2 separate regions of the Astyanax mexicanus genome follow, and region 1 is linked to region 2. The links are chromatin contacts, called in public Hi-C maps. All regions are on one chromosome and are shown on one strand. The core of a region is the stretch at or near the end of the contact, and the rest is flanking DNA. Distances in the headings are between cores, read along the strand shown.

Region 1 (5,899 bases), core at 1,152-3,651, 42 kb after region 2:
ATTTTGCCTTTTGTCTTCGCCCTTATCGGATTTGTTGTATTATCGGATTGTCTTTCTGGCTTCGGATCTTGGACTGTTTCCTGTACTACGTCTTCTGTTTATACTGTGAGTTCTGTTCAATCTGTTATCTGGTTGTGTTATCCTGTTTACGGCTCTGTAAATAAACCAGTCTTTACCTTTTATTCGGCAAGCGTCACCCCTATCTGTCTGGTGTTACACAAAGTAGTTAGCATGCTAATTTAGCAAATACACTGTATATTGATCACTGACCAAACATTTTTAACACTTTAACACTGATAAAACAATTTTAACACTTTAAATACAAAAAATCAAATGAATAGTACATATTAGTTAAAATCCACTTCAGCTGAGTAAACATATAACATTTCCCTAACCGCTACTATTGTTGAATCCAGGCTTATTTTGGAGATTTTGTAGCAGACATACTCATCATGGCATCTTAACCACACTAAATCTGCCAAAGACAGCTTATCCATTTTAGTTTTAGTGTGTTTATTAAGATTATGGACATGATTAGCTAGTTGCTGTTACCTATCTAATAATGTTCAGCAGCTGTATTATAACAACGAAATGGTAGCTAGCTAAGCCTTTTGAAATAATAATAAAAGAGAGAGTTAGCATGCTAGGTCTGCAAATCTTTATATATTTGGTAAATAACACTTCAAAGACTTTTATGACAAACAGTAAGTTCTATTTGCAACAAACTGATGCTCAAATTTGCCCAAAACAGATCAAACAAAACCCTTATCATGCAGCATTATACAGAATATATTACTGAGAAAGAGCTGGTGTCTGAGACACACATTAAATTGCTTAACATGCTGGCTGTGTAGACATCTAATTAAGTACAGAGACACAGCCACTGTGTTATCTTAGCATTAGCATTCTCTGAATACGTGTTCATTAAGCTACTGTGAAAACAGCGCATTTTAATGCCAAACAAACAAGTAAATGTCACGTTAAGGGCACACCGGTTATTTGCTGAATTATAATAGATACCTGTGTGTGTCTGTGTGTTTGTGTGTGTGTGTGTGTGTGGAGGCAGTTGTGTGTCAGAAAAACAGGCTTTTCCCTCAGACTAAAACACAGGCTAAAAAAAAACCCACTGACACTGCCATTAGCGAAACCGCACAGTCAGAGTGTTGGAGGAGTGAAATGAAAGAGTATCTCTGCCGTGATGTTTCTTTCGTAGGTTGCAGCTCATAGAAGGATGAAAAGGAAATTGTGTGTGTGTGTGTGTGTGACAGAGAGAGAGAGTTTGTGAGAGTGTGTGTGTGTGTTATGTAGGTCAGTGGCGCAGCGAGGCGTTTGAGTACAGAGACTCTATTGACTTTGAGTGGCGGACACCTTTATTCACATTCAGCTCACTCACTCTATCAGAGCAGCATACAGCTGACTGTTACTCTCTCTCTCTCTCTCTCTCTCTCTCTCTGTCTCTCTGTCTTTCTCTCTCTCTCTCTCTGTCTCTGTCTCTCTCTCTCTCTCTGTCTTTCTTTCTTTCTGACTCAGGTTATCCCTTTTCTCAAATTTAGATGCTATATCGACTGGGGTGGAACAATATATAGATATATCTCGACTCAATCATATCATATTAATATGTAGTGTCAAATATTAATATTTTTTATACATTTTATTGACACATTCTCTAGTAGAGATAACAATTACCATATTGGTACCATGCCTAATGACAAGTGTGGGGTATGAGGGGTATATTGAGCTGTGGAGCAGTGTAATAAACTGTGAATGAACTATATACATATGGTGCTCCATTTAGTACCCGCCTTGGGATGAGTTGGGGAGTAGGAGATATACAGCATGACCAACATTGGATGACCATAATCATCCAACATCATGATCTCGCTAAAGCTCTTGTTGCTGAGTGCAATCAAATCCTCACAGCAATTCTCCAAATTCTGTAAGAAGCACTTTCCTCCTATATTTCCCATTCCAACAATCAAGCAAGATACTCTTGGTTAAATTGAATCTTTATTATCACAGTATTAGATAATATATATTTTTCTCATTCCTACTTCTCTTTCTTTTCTTTCTTTTCTCTCTCTCACACTTTGTTATGACCTTTTGCCCCTACTTATTATAAGCTTTCCAATCTCTATCCATCTGTCAGTTGTCTCACTCATTCCTGTGCACTCTCTTTCTCTCTCTTTCTTTTTTCTCTCTCTCTCTCTTTTGTAGGTGACATCCATGGTCAGTACACCGATCTGCTGAGGTTGTTCGAGTATGGAGGTTTTCCTCCGGAGGCGAATTACCTCTTCCTGGGTGATTACGTGGATCGAGGGAAGCAGTCTCTGGAGACCATCTGCCTCCTCCTGGCCTACAAGATCAAATACCCTGAAAACTTCTTCCTGCTGCGCGGCAACCACGAGTGCGCCTCCATCAACCGCATCTACGGCTTCTACGATGAGTGTACGTGCACCGGGGAATGCGTACTGTATATACACACATACATATTTCTAAAACACTGACATAGACTCTTTCACAAACACAGTGAACTATTTCCACTTCTCTAAAGGATTATTCACACCTAGTCTGATCTGTTCTATATTTATCTGATCTGAGTCTGATGTGTTCATTTCCTTTTATGCTCTGTAAACAAAGATAGAAACTCTATAGAACTCATAAAAATCAGCCTAATTTTAAATTATCAATGAAATTAGAGCAGAAATATTTACACAGCATCCCAGTTTGCAAGTTCTGGACTAATTTGCACGTGATATTTTGATATTTAACCTAAATGCAGGTAATCACCAAAGATGCTTGTTTTTTTTGTGCTGTAGCTATAATGCTAATGTGTAATTGGGTTGTGACCTACTGTTTTCTATAAACATTAACCTGGTAGAACATCTAGCTCCAGACCAGCTTCTGCAGATTAAGAGCTCTTGACCAGCTGAATGCATGTTGCATTTGACTTTGATGATGCTTAGTCATGTTGGTCAGCCAGTATGGTCAAACTTGGTCAAACTGGAGGTCTAGCTTGTTGATCAGTCAAGCCATTAAGCTCATATAGAAAACAATATTACTCTTCTCTGGTCAAAAGTTAAACTGGTCAGCAGAGATTGCTCGATTAATTCCATTTATTGTCATTGCATGTGACATACAGTGGAATTAAGGTGCATACTCTGTGACGATGCTCAAGATATAGTATATATTTATATATAAATGCACATACAAAAATTGCACAGTTGTCTGAAAGGTGCACTCCAGCACAATCATGGCGGTAATGTGTACTATTTCAGTGCAGAATTCAATATGGTGATGGATTTTGGGTAAAAACTGTTCATCAGTCTTGTAGTCAGTGCTCGTATGGTCCTGTTTCTCTTCCCTGAAGGAAGAAGTTCAAACTCTTTATGTGCTGGGTGATAATCGTCCTTTATGATACTAAATGAACAGATGCTATGCTAATTACATAGCTATAACTATGCTATTCTGTGTACACAAGCTTCCAAATTTACTTTTAGAAACACCAGTCTTGCATTTTCAGGACAAAACTAAAGAAGCATCAAGAAGCAAACATGTTTTGTCCCATAAACTAAATTTCACTGTTGGAAGGAAACTCTTTAATTTGGATTTGTGGCAGAATTTTTGCTGACTGTGAGTCCTGTAGGATGTTTAACATTTAGTAGATGTTAAATGATCCGAGGCCAGCCTGGCTGGAATTTCTATTTTGCTACATCAGCGTAAAGTTGCAGATGAGTCTGCATGAAGCACTCTGGTGCAGCCTGCAGGATAAATCATGAAACTGCACAAACAATTCATATATTCTCATATTTGGAATGCTTTTCTATTCACACCATTGTCCTTCAGTTTGAGGGATTGGGTTTCAGAAACGTGATCTTTGTTTGTGTGTGTGTGTGTGTGTGTGTTCTGCAGGCAAACGCAGATTCAACATCAAACTGTGGAAAACATTCACTGACTGTTTCAACTGTCTCCCCATTGCTGCCATTGTTGACGAGAAGATATTCTGCTGCCATGGAGGTGAGTCACCACGGAAATGTCTGATAGCTTTTTAGGCAAATCAGCATGTGGTTGAGGTTTCACCAACCAATTCAACAGAAATATAAAATCAACCACGAGCAGTGACTGCCTCATACCCCAGCACTTTCAAATGATATGATAAATCATTTGTTGGTATCATTTAAGTTATATCTGTTAATTTACAACAATGATTGGCATATTTATAATAAAATAATAGAGTAATAAAATGCTGTAGTAAAATTAAAATCATGCAAATAATTGTATTAGTTGGAGTATATACAGGGTATCTGCAGATCCTTAAAATGGTCTTAAAAAGCATTAAACTAATTTAGTAAAAATGTAGACTTTAATTAGTCTTAAATCCATCTTCCAAAGGTTAAAAAAATTGCCCAGACAGTAAAATCGCATTTTGCAGTTTACAAATTTTATATGAAAGTTATATTCAGACTGATTTAAAATATAACCCCAATTTTGCCCTGGACCCTATTTTCAGGAGAGCTCATGTACAGCTACTTTTTGTGTTTATTTTTGATTAACATGTTTGCTTATTGTAAAATCTGTAAACTTGACATTTTGTTATTGAGCAAGTGCTCCTTATTTTTCTTTAAATGGTATTAAAATCTTAAATTTAATTTCCCTATACCTGCAGAAACCCTGATTTAATTTACATCTTCCTGATTTAATTTACATCTTCCTCATTGTCTCCTCAGGCCTGTCCCCAGACCTGCAGTCTATGGAGCAGATCAGACGGATTATGAGGCCCACAGATGTTCCAGACACAGGTACTCTCACCAACTCTCACCAGCCATAATAGCCAGTGGATTTAGATGGAACTCTAAACACTAGCAAAGTTATTATTTTTTATATTTTAAATGTTATATATATATATAATATTGTGTTTCTGGTGTTCAGGACTGCTGTGTGATCTGCTATGGTCAGACCCTGATAAAGACGTCCAGGGCTGGGGTGAGAATGACCGCGGCGTGTCCTTTACGTTCGGAGCCGACGTGGTCAGCAAGTTCCTGAACCGCCATGATCTGGATCTAATCTGCAGAGCGCACCAGGTGACTTCAGTAAAACTAAACTTCAGGACCTCCAACAATATGACTTTAATAATTATATATAAATAGAATAGAATATTAAGATCACTTTTAACAGTCATACAGGTGAGCAGACAGGTGACCTTACTCATCATTGTGTGTGATTGTTTGTTTGCAGGTGGTGGAGGATGGTTATGAGTTCTTTGCGAAGAGACAGCTGGTCACTCTGTTCTCTGCTCCAAACTACTGCGGAGAATTCGACAACGCCGGGGGCATGATGAGCGTGGACGAAACCCTCATGTGCTCCTTCCAGGTAACACTACTCACACGTATCTGCACATGCTCATGCACAAATACTTTTTTTTAGTATTTTACAGTGCCTATTAGATGTGTCTCAGTTTGAGAGAACGGGTCTGCCAGGCTAACATAGCTTAGTTTTACTGCTTTCTAACTTCCCAAAATATACAGCACTGTTCTGCCCCTGTTTAGTACTCACTATTTCAGTGACATGCTATCTTAGTCATTTACATAATTATCATAATTATTATTCTTACTGCAGGTTTTGCTAAGCAGAGACAGATATTTTGGACATAATATTTCATACTTACATGGGGTGGCAGTTGTGATTTTTGGCAGAAAAAGGGGTTGCAAAATGGTTTAACCTGGTCTTTTATAGTCCCAGGGCCAGTTGAAGCATGCCCAGTGTGGGCCAAGTGGCTTGAGCTATCTTGAGGCTGTTATACACTGATGTGCCAAATGTCATGGTATAGCGAGGTATAACATGATTAGGGTCCAAAGTCATGAGACACAATGCTCATTGTGTCAGTGCTATTTAAACTGGCTGA
Region 2 (6,610 bases), core at 3,831-6,330:
GCCAGTATGATCCAGAAATATTTCTATAATAAGAAAGCAACCTATTAAAAGATGCATTTTTTTTCCAAAAGCAATCTTTATTTATTTTTTAAAATTGAAATGAGAAAAGAACATTCGTTTAAAATATTTGGGTTTATTTAGTTTTTTTCATTTATCCAGTTCAGAGTGAAAACTGACCATAAATATTGTGCAAATATGTTGAATTTTAATTGTACGTGTAATTCCAATTAACATTAATTTGATGACCAGGTAAAAACCTATGAAGGATGTGCCAGTGGATCATAATATCAAACTATATCATATGAGGTTCTGGACTTTGGCTTGAGGAAATCTTATAGACTTTTAGTTAAATACCTGTAATTTAGATTTAAAAAAATCTGTTCTTTGATTCATTTTGTGTCATTTTTTGCCACCTAGTGGACATTAATGAAGCAACATGTGGAACAGAAACAAAATTAAACATATATAACTATAGCTCTTCATTTTTTATACTTGTTTAAAAAATGTATAACTGAGCTCTGTTAATGGAAAGGATTACGAAGGAATAGAAAGGATTTTTTTTAGTTTATATCCACAATCTTCCCACGTTCTAAACCATGATCTATTCAAAGAGAAGTGCGGCTTATATACAGATATATTATTTCCTGCAAGATCTTAGAATATCCAGTTGAGGAATGGAAGCAAATCTGGTATGTGTTTAGGTTATGTTGTCAGGTCTTTATGATAACATCTGTCCAAAATGTATCATAATTACCCTTGGAAAAAAACTCAATATCGGTGTTTGCTGTCATTTTAAAGAAGAGAAAGTGTCAAATTTGTCTTCATGTGCTTATCTTTTGGACTTTTACTATGCAGATGTTCAATGTGCACATTTGGATATGTTATATTTTATATAAAAGATGAAGATGACGCTTTGTATTAATATTTTCTTGTATATGAAAACTGGGACATGCATTCTTCCACTGTTTCTTTTGGAGTTAAATGTATTAAGAATGAGTTTATCCTCATTCTAATCTAGGCATTTTAGGAGGTAATAAATGTGGAGGTGTTTAAACTGTTTACTCACTGCATCTTGTCTGCATTCCATGACCATTTTATTTTAGTCAACGACTGAACTGAACACTGTAAGGGCTGTAACACCGTGATATTGGTCATAGTGGACAGGTTTTCCAAGGCCGGACGTTTTGTGGCATTATCAAAATTACCATCTGCTCAGGGAACGGCTGAAGTGGTGCTCGACCAGGTTGTACGCATCCACGGGATTCCCGCGGACATTGTATCCGACCGAGGAGCGCAGTTTACCAGCCGGTTCTGGGGGGTGCCCGATCGAGGTGTCCTCCAGGGCATCGGAGGGCGCGCCAGGCCAGCGCCGAGGGTTAGTTGGCTAATTATCAACACCTGCTTTCAACACCTTAAAAGCAACGCCAACCAGCCACTCGGCGCTGGATCTTTGAAGCTCGTGAGAGCGAATCTATGCACGATTTTTCTCTGAGCTCCGGCTCTCTTTCCCTTCTTTCCTATCCACGGCAAGTGCAGTTTATTTCCCTCTCGAGTTTGGTGTGGCTGTGTAGAGCTGTGAGCTCCACCGCTCTCCTCTGAGTCTTTGTTTGTGTGTGTGGTAGCCGCCGCGAGGTACGCGGTGTGCTCACCTTTTCTTTCCCTCGCTGTTTCTCCCTTCTCTGGTGAAACAGCATTTAATCCATAAGCACCTTAGTTCAGTTTTGTTTTCGTTGGAAGCCCCTTTTGTTTAGTTAATCCTTAACCTCGTCTCATAAGAGGTAGCCGCTTCCAGGCAAGCCTTAGTTCTCCCCCTCTCTTTCACTCACGCTCGGCGCAAGGTTTGTTTTCACTCTCGTTTTCATTTCGGCGGAGGCCCTTTAAGGGGCGATTAAAGCGGCCGCACCCCAATCCACTCGCTGGTGCAGCGGTTAGAGCACTGGGCTGCGACCGCGACAGCCTGGGATCGATTCCCGCGTGGAGCGGGGTTTAATAAGAACTTATATATATAATTATATATATATATATATATACATATAATATTATTATATAATAGTATATATCCTATTAACACACAGACATATATATATATATATATATATATATATATATATATATATATATATATATTCACGATTATATATTATTATTATTATTATTATTATTATTATTATTATTATTATTATTATTATTATTATTATTATTATTTCCCTTTTTTCTTGGGTTTGCCTGCTTTGAGATCTACTGCTCTGCACTTGGATTCTACAACCTTCTGGGCTGGAGAGCTACCGCTCCCCACCCATTACAAACACTTATATAACTAGAGCATTTTCTCAAACTGTAGCCTAAAACTGCCAAAGCCTCTTAACTACCACTGGACAGAAAGCATAAGTGCTTGTTTTTGTGTGTTTTTGTAAGACCACCAGTCCACCAGTCTGATGATTGATCTCAGGTTACCCTAAAGCACACTTTCACACTAACACCAGCTTAATTGACATATTCAGTACACCTTAAACAGTGAAGCAGATACAGGTGCCTGGACGAAACCTGCTGCACCATTTAAGTTGACACAAAGCTGCAAGCTTGAATATAAACAGGGGTTCCTTTTCTTCCATTCCACCTTAAGTACTGTAGCTTTACAGAATTAGTGTACAGTAAGCCTGCTGCTTGTTTTATTTTTCTGTTCCATCTCAAAAAAACAAAAGAGTGAAAATCAAGAGCTACAACTTGGTTTCTTACTGTTATAGTTATAATTTCTTACCACCTTAAAATGATACACCTGCATGATCAAGTGTGGTCATATTGGCGTGCATCTTCAACACCAAATAAAACTCTGGCACTTTAAAGCAGAAACTGAGAGGAGCAATCTGAAAACAGTATATAGATGAGATTGTGGGTGATTACACTCCTATATTAAGCTTAATTTAGACAAAACATTTAATTAATGGAACTGAAAAAAGCTTGAACAGTTCTCATCAGGTAATAGTCTTCTTATCAGGATTGTGGGTCCGTCTAACATAATTATATGAGATCAACATGAAACCCATGGACAAGACATACTGGTTCGTGGGCCATTGGGCTATCCATATATGTCCCATGTGAGAATGTTATCTTTGAACTCTTAAGAAGTTAATCACTGATTGCAGAGAGCTGAAATGACATGAAAAGGCGTGTGATTTAGATCCTGAACTGTACACAGAGGTATTTCTCCAGTAAGCGTGTTAATACAGGAGCAGGGTTGTGAAACAGTGGATTATAATAATAGGTCTGTCTCTGGGCGCGCGCACTCTGTTGACCTGTTGAATGTAGTAGCGGGGCTGGACTCGAGGGCGCGCACGTCGAGAATCCGCACGTAGCAGAGCAGCAGCGCTCCGCCTGCAAAACAGTGATGATTCATTTCAGCGAACCGATTCGTTCGAACGGACCGCTCTAATGAATCACGATTCGGTTTTACTACCAGTAGAGAGTTGCAAGCCTGGATATGGTAAATTTACTTCAATAATCTGAGGAAATCGGTTACCTTAAAATCTTTACATCATGTTTACTGAAATATAATAATATAATAATATGTAATATATGGACAAAATAGATGTATATATGTGTTTTGCTTTGATTTAATTGAACTAAAATGTAAATTTGAAATACTTATAGGAAATTTAACGGAGAAAGAAAATTCTGGACACTATATCACACAGTCAAAAGTTCAGCACTATTGTGGGGCATTACTAGTGATAGAGGGAATGCAGCTGGGTAACTACCCTCTCCCTTTCTTCAACATACCTGCTCAATACTTAATATTACAATAACACCCCCCACCCCTAAGTATGTTGTCTTGTCTTATTATATATTGCTTGCCTGTTTTGTAACAATTTCTTGCTCCCTATACTGTTACGTATTTGTGAGCCTGTATAAGTGTATAAATAAATATAAAAGAAAAATAGAAGTATGACCTACACGTTACCTAAGGTAGCCTGAGGAAAAGACTACATACTGATGGTGAGTTTAAAAAAACGGGGAACACTACCAGTGTGTACATAGATGCTGGCAGAAACCAGTGGAAAAAAAAACTGCTAGTGACAACAGACTAATCTCAGTTATAATATTTCTCAAAGAAAACTCAAAGATTACATTTTTTATGTACTCACTCACAGTAGTTGAGTAATGTTTAAAAACAGACTTAATTTATTTGAGTTCAAACTAATTGTGTTTTAGTGTTCTTATTGTTAAATGTAAGAAGAAGAGAGTACAGATATAATTGTGTGAAAATGTAAGGAATAGAAGCAAAAATTCACTCGAAAAATAATTACTGCAGTAAAGTAAGACTGAAACCAGAATTAAACTTTTTTCTTTACTTAAAGAACTAACTTACAAACATGACATCTGAACTGGGATAGTCAACCCTTTGACTTAGTATAGTTAAGTAGTATATACATCTCTGGAAAAATAAGGCGAGTTTTTATTTTTTTATTTTACCGAATTGAAAACTTCTGGAATATAATCAAGAGGAAGATAGATGATCACAAGAAATCAAACCAAGCTGAACTGCTTGAATGAGTGGCATAAACTGTTGGAGGAGAACTGATGTACTGATATTGAATATTGATTTCTGAACTCTTATGAATGTGAACTTGTTTTCTTTGCATAATTTGAGGTCTGAAAGCTCTGGATCAGTTTGTTATTTTGTCCTTTCTCATTTTCTGTAAATAAATGGTCTAAATGACAATATTTTTATTTGGAATTCGGGAGAAATGTTGTTTGTAGTTTATAGAATAAAACAATAATGTTCAAACTCAAACTCAAAGCTATATATATATATATATATATATATATATATATATATATATATATATATATATAAAATGTTGTTTATTATTATTATAAGGCCTATTTATGCTACAGTGTTCTTGATGTCAGAAGTCAAGAATTTAGTCAGAAAGAGTTTTAATACATGGTTTTAGTGTATCTGTCTGACTTTTGATCAGGATGACATCACACCACCCCATCCTCATTCTTCAGTCCTGACGTCATCGCTGCGTAGGGCTTACAACCGGCGAAGTCGATTCAGTTGGTGAATCGGTTCTCGGCTGAGAGGAGTCGGTTCAGAGGAGCTGATTCTTTCCGCGGCTGAAACACTTCAGATATGGCGGAGGGGGAACTGGACGTCGATTCGCTCATCTCCAGGCTTTTAGAGGGTGAGCTGCTTTATCCTGTCCACATTTTCCCACCTGAATAGGACACACGGGGGGTGCTGAGAGTGGTGGGGTGGTCAGCAGGGGTGATTCTGCTGAGGGGTCTTGGGTGGGCTTGATAGAAGAGGCCTCGGTTGTTTTAAGGAGGATAGAAAGAGAGAGAGAGAGCTGGCGTTCACTAACATGTCTGCCGAGCTGCGCTCTCACTAATGGAGTGAACGGGCACACCTTCACTGCACAGCTCCTCTAAAGGGGCTTTCTGAGACTCCCGCTCAGTTGTAACATTGTTACTCAGACGGGCAGGGAGAGGAAATGTGGGGGAAGTGGTCTGTACTGTTTGGTAGTAAAACTGAGCTTTAGATCTGAGGTGGTTGTTGTGGAGGGAATGGGATTTTGGGACTCCCCTTTCTTTTCCTTTATTTGTTCAGATTTATTTAGTTTTTAAAGAAATTAACATCACATTTCTAAAGCTTAAAGTGCTTATTTTAATAACCCAACTGTCCTAATGTTAAAGATCCAGTGTTGGCTTAGGAAATGTGCTGCAACTTCTCAAAGGAGAAGCTCAAGTTGACATTCCTGAGGATCATTAGTTTCAATAGAGTCTGCTGATGTAATGCTTGTGTTTTGTTTTGGGGTTTATTTGTGTTTAAAACTTATTTTTAAAATTTTTATTGAACTGCAGTAAGTGTAAATATATACAAACGATACTGCCTAGTGTTGTTAGTAGTAATAATAATAAACATGCTTATGTTATTTATTTGATTGTGTCTTTAATACTAGCAGAGTCAATCTGTTTTGTAATATGGTGTGTAGGTGCTGGTTTGTGTTTAGAACTATGTTATAACAGTGTTATAACAGTGCAATAGATATGAACGAATTAGCCAATTAAAAAATATATATTTTAAGTGTAAGTTTATATAAATGGTTTGAATGAATAAAACGGATTAATAATAAATATAACTTAAATGCCTTCATACCTACATCTGATCATTAATACAGCTCTGGAAAAAAAATTAAGAGACCACTTCAGTCTCTAAATTGGTTTCTCTGATTTTGCTATTTATAGGTAGATGTTTGATTAAAATGAACATTATTGTTTTATTCTATAAACTACAGACAACATTTTCCCCAAATTCCAAATAAAATATTGTCATTTAGACATTTTTTTGCAAATAACAAAAAAAAGATGCAAAAGTAATGCAAAGAAAACAAGTTTTAGGAGTTCGGAAATTAATTATTTTGTGGAATAACCCTGTTTTTTAGTTACATGCATATTTTCATGCATCTTGGCTTGTACTCCTCCACTAGTCTTACAAACTGCTTTTGGATAACTTGTAGCTTTTCAGTTACTACTGTTTGTAAACACCTTTGAATGCTTTCTGCCTATTTTGTATTATATTATTGTAGTACATGTCCATATGTAA

The links. Hi-C and Micro-C count contacts between places; a contact is called where the count stands out from the background.
Region 1: a Hi-C map of muscle shows a contact between it and region 2, with 9 times the contacts expected there. The contact joins the enhancer-like site here to the promoter of LOC103033313 in region 2. A contact is called at or near these places in 3 of 3 Hi-C or Micro-C datasets (blood and muscle).

Annotation. Positions count from the first base shown.
Region 1 is chr25:18,708,805-18,714,703 of AstMex3_surface, forward strand. The region is part of intron 3 of rela (v-rel avian reticuloendotheliosis viral oncogene homolog A); the gene reads right to left. LOC103033313 (serine/threonine-protein phosphatase PP1-beta catalytic subunit) reads left to right here. Exons shown (of 8, transcript XM_007230177.4): 3 at 2,215-2,445; 4 at 3,910-4,014; 5 at 4,725-4,796; 6 at 4,927-5,078; 7 at 5,233-5,367. Among protein-coding and RNA genes, the nearest start is that of LOC125787817, 34 kb to the left of the region's middle. Within about 2 kb of position 2,402, the one cell type or tissue checked has an H3K27ac peak away from gene starts, as active enhancers do.
Region 2 is chr25:18,664,208-18,670,817 of AstMex3_surface, forward strand. LOC103033313 (serine/threonine-protein phosphatase PP1-beta catalytic subunit) reads left to right here and starts at 5,081. Exons shown (of 8, transcript XM_007230177.4): 1 at 5,081-5,189. The coding sequence starts at 5,138. The region is part of intron 3 of rela (v-rel avian reticuloendotheliosis viral oncogene homolog A); the gene reads right to left.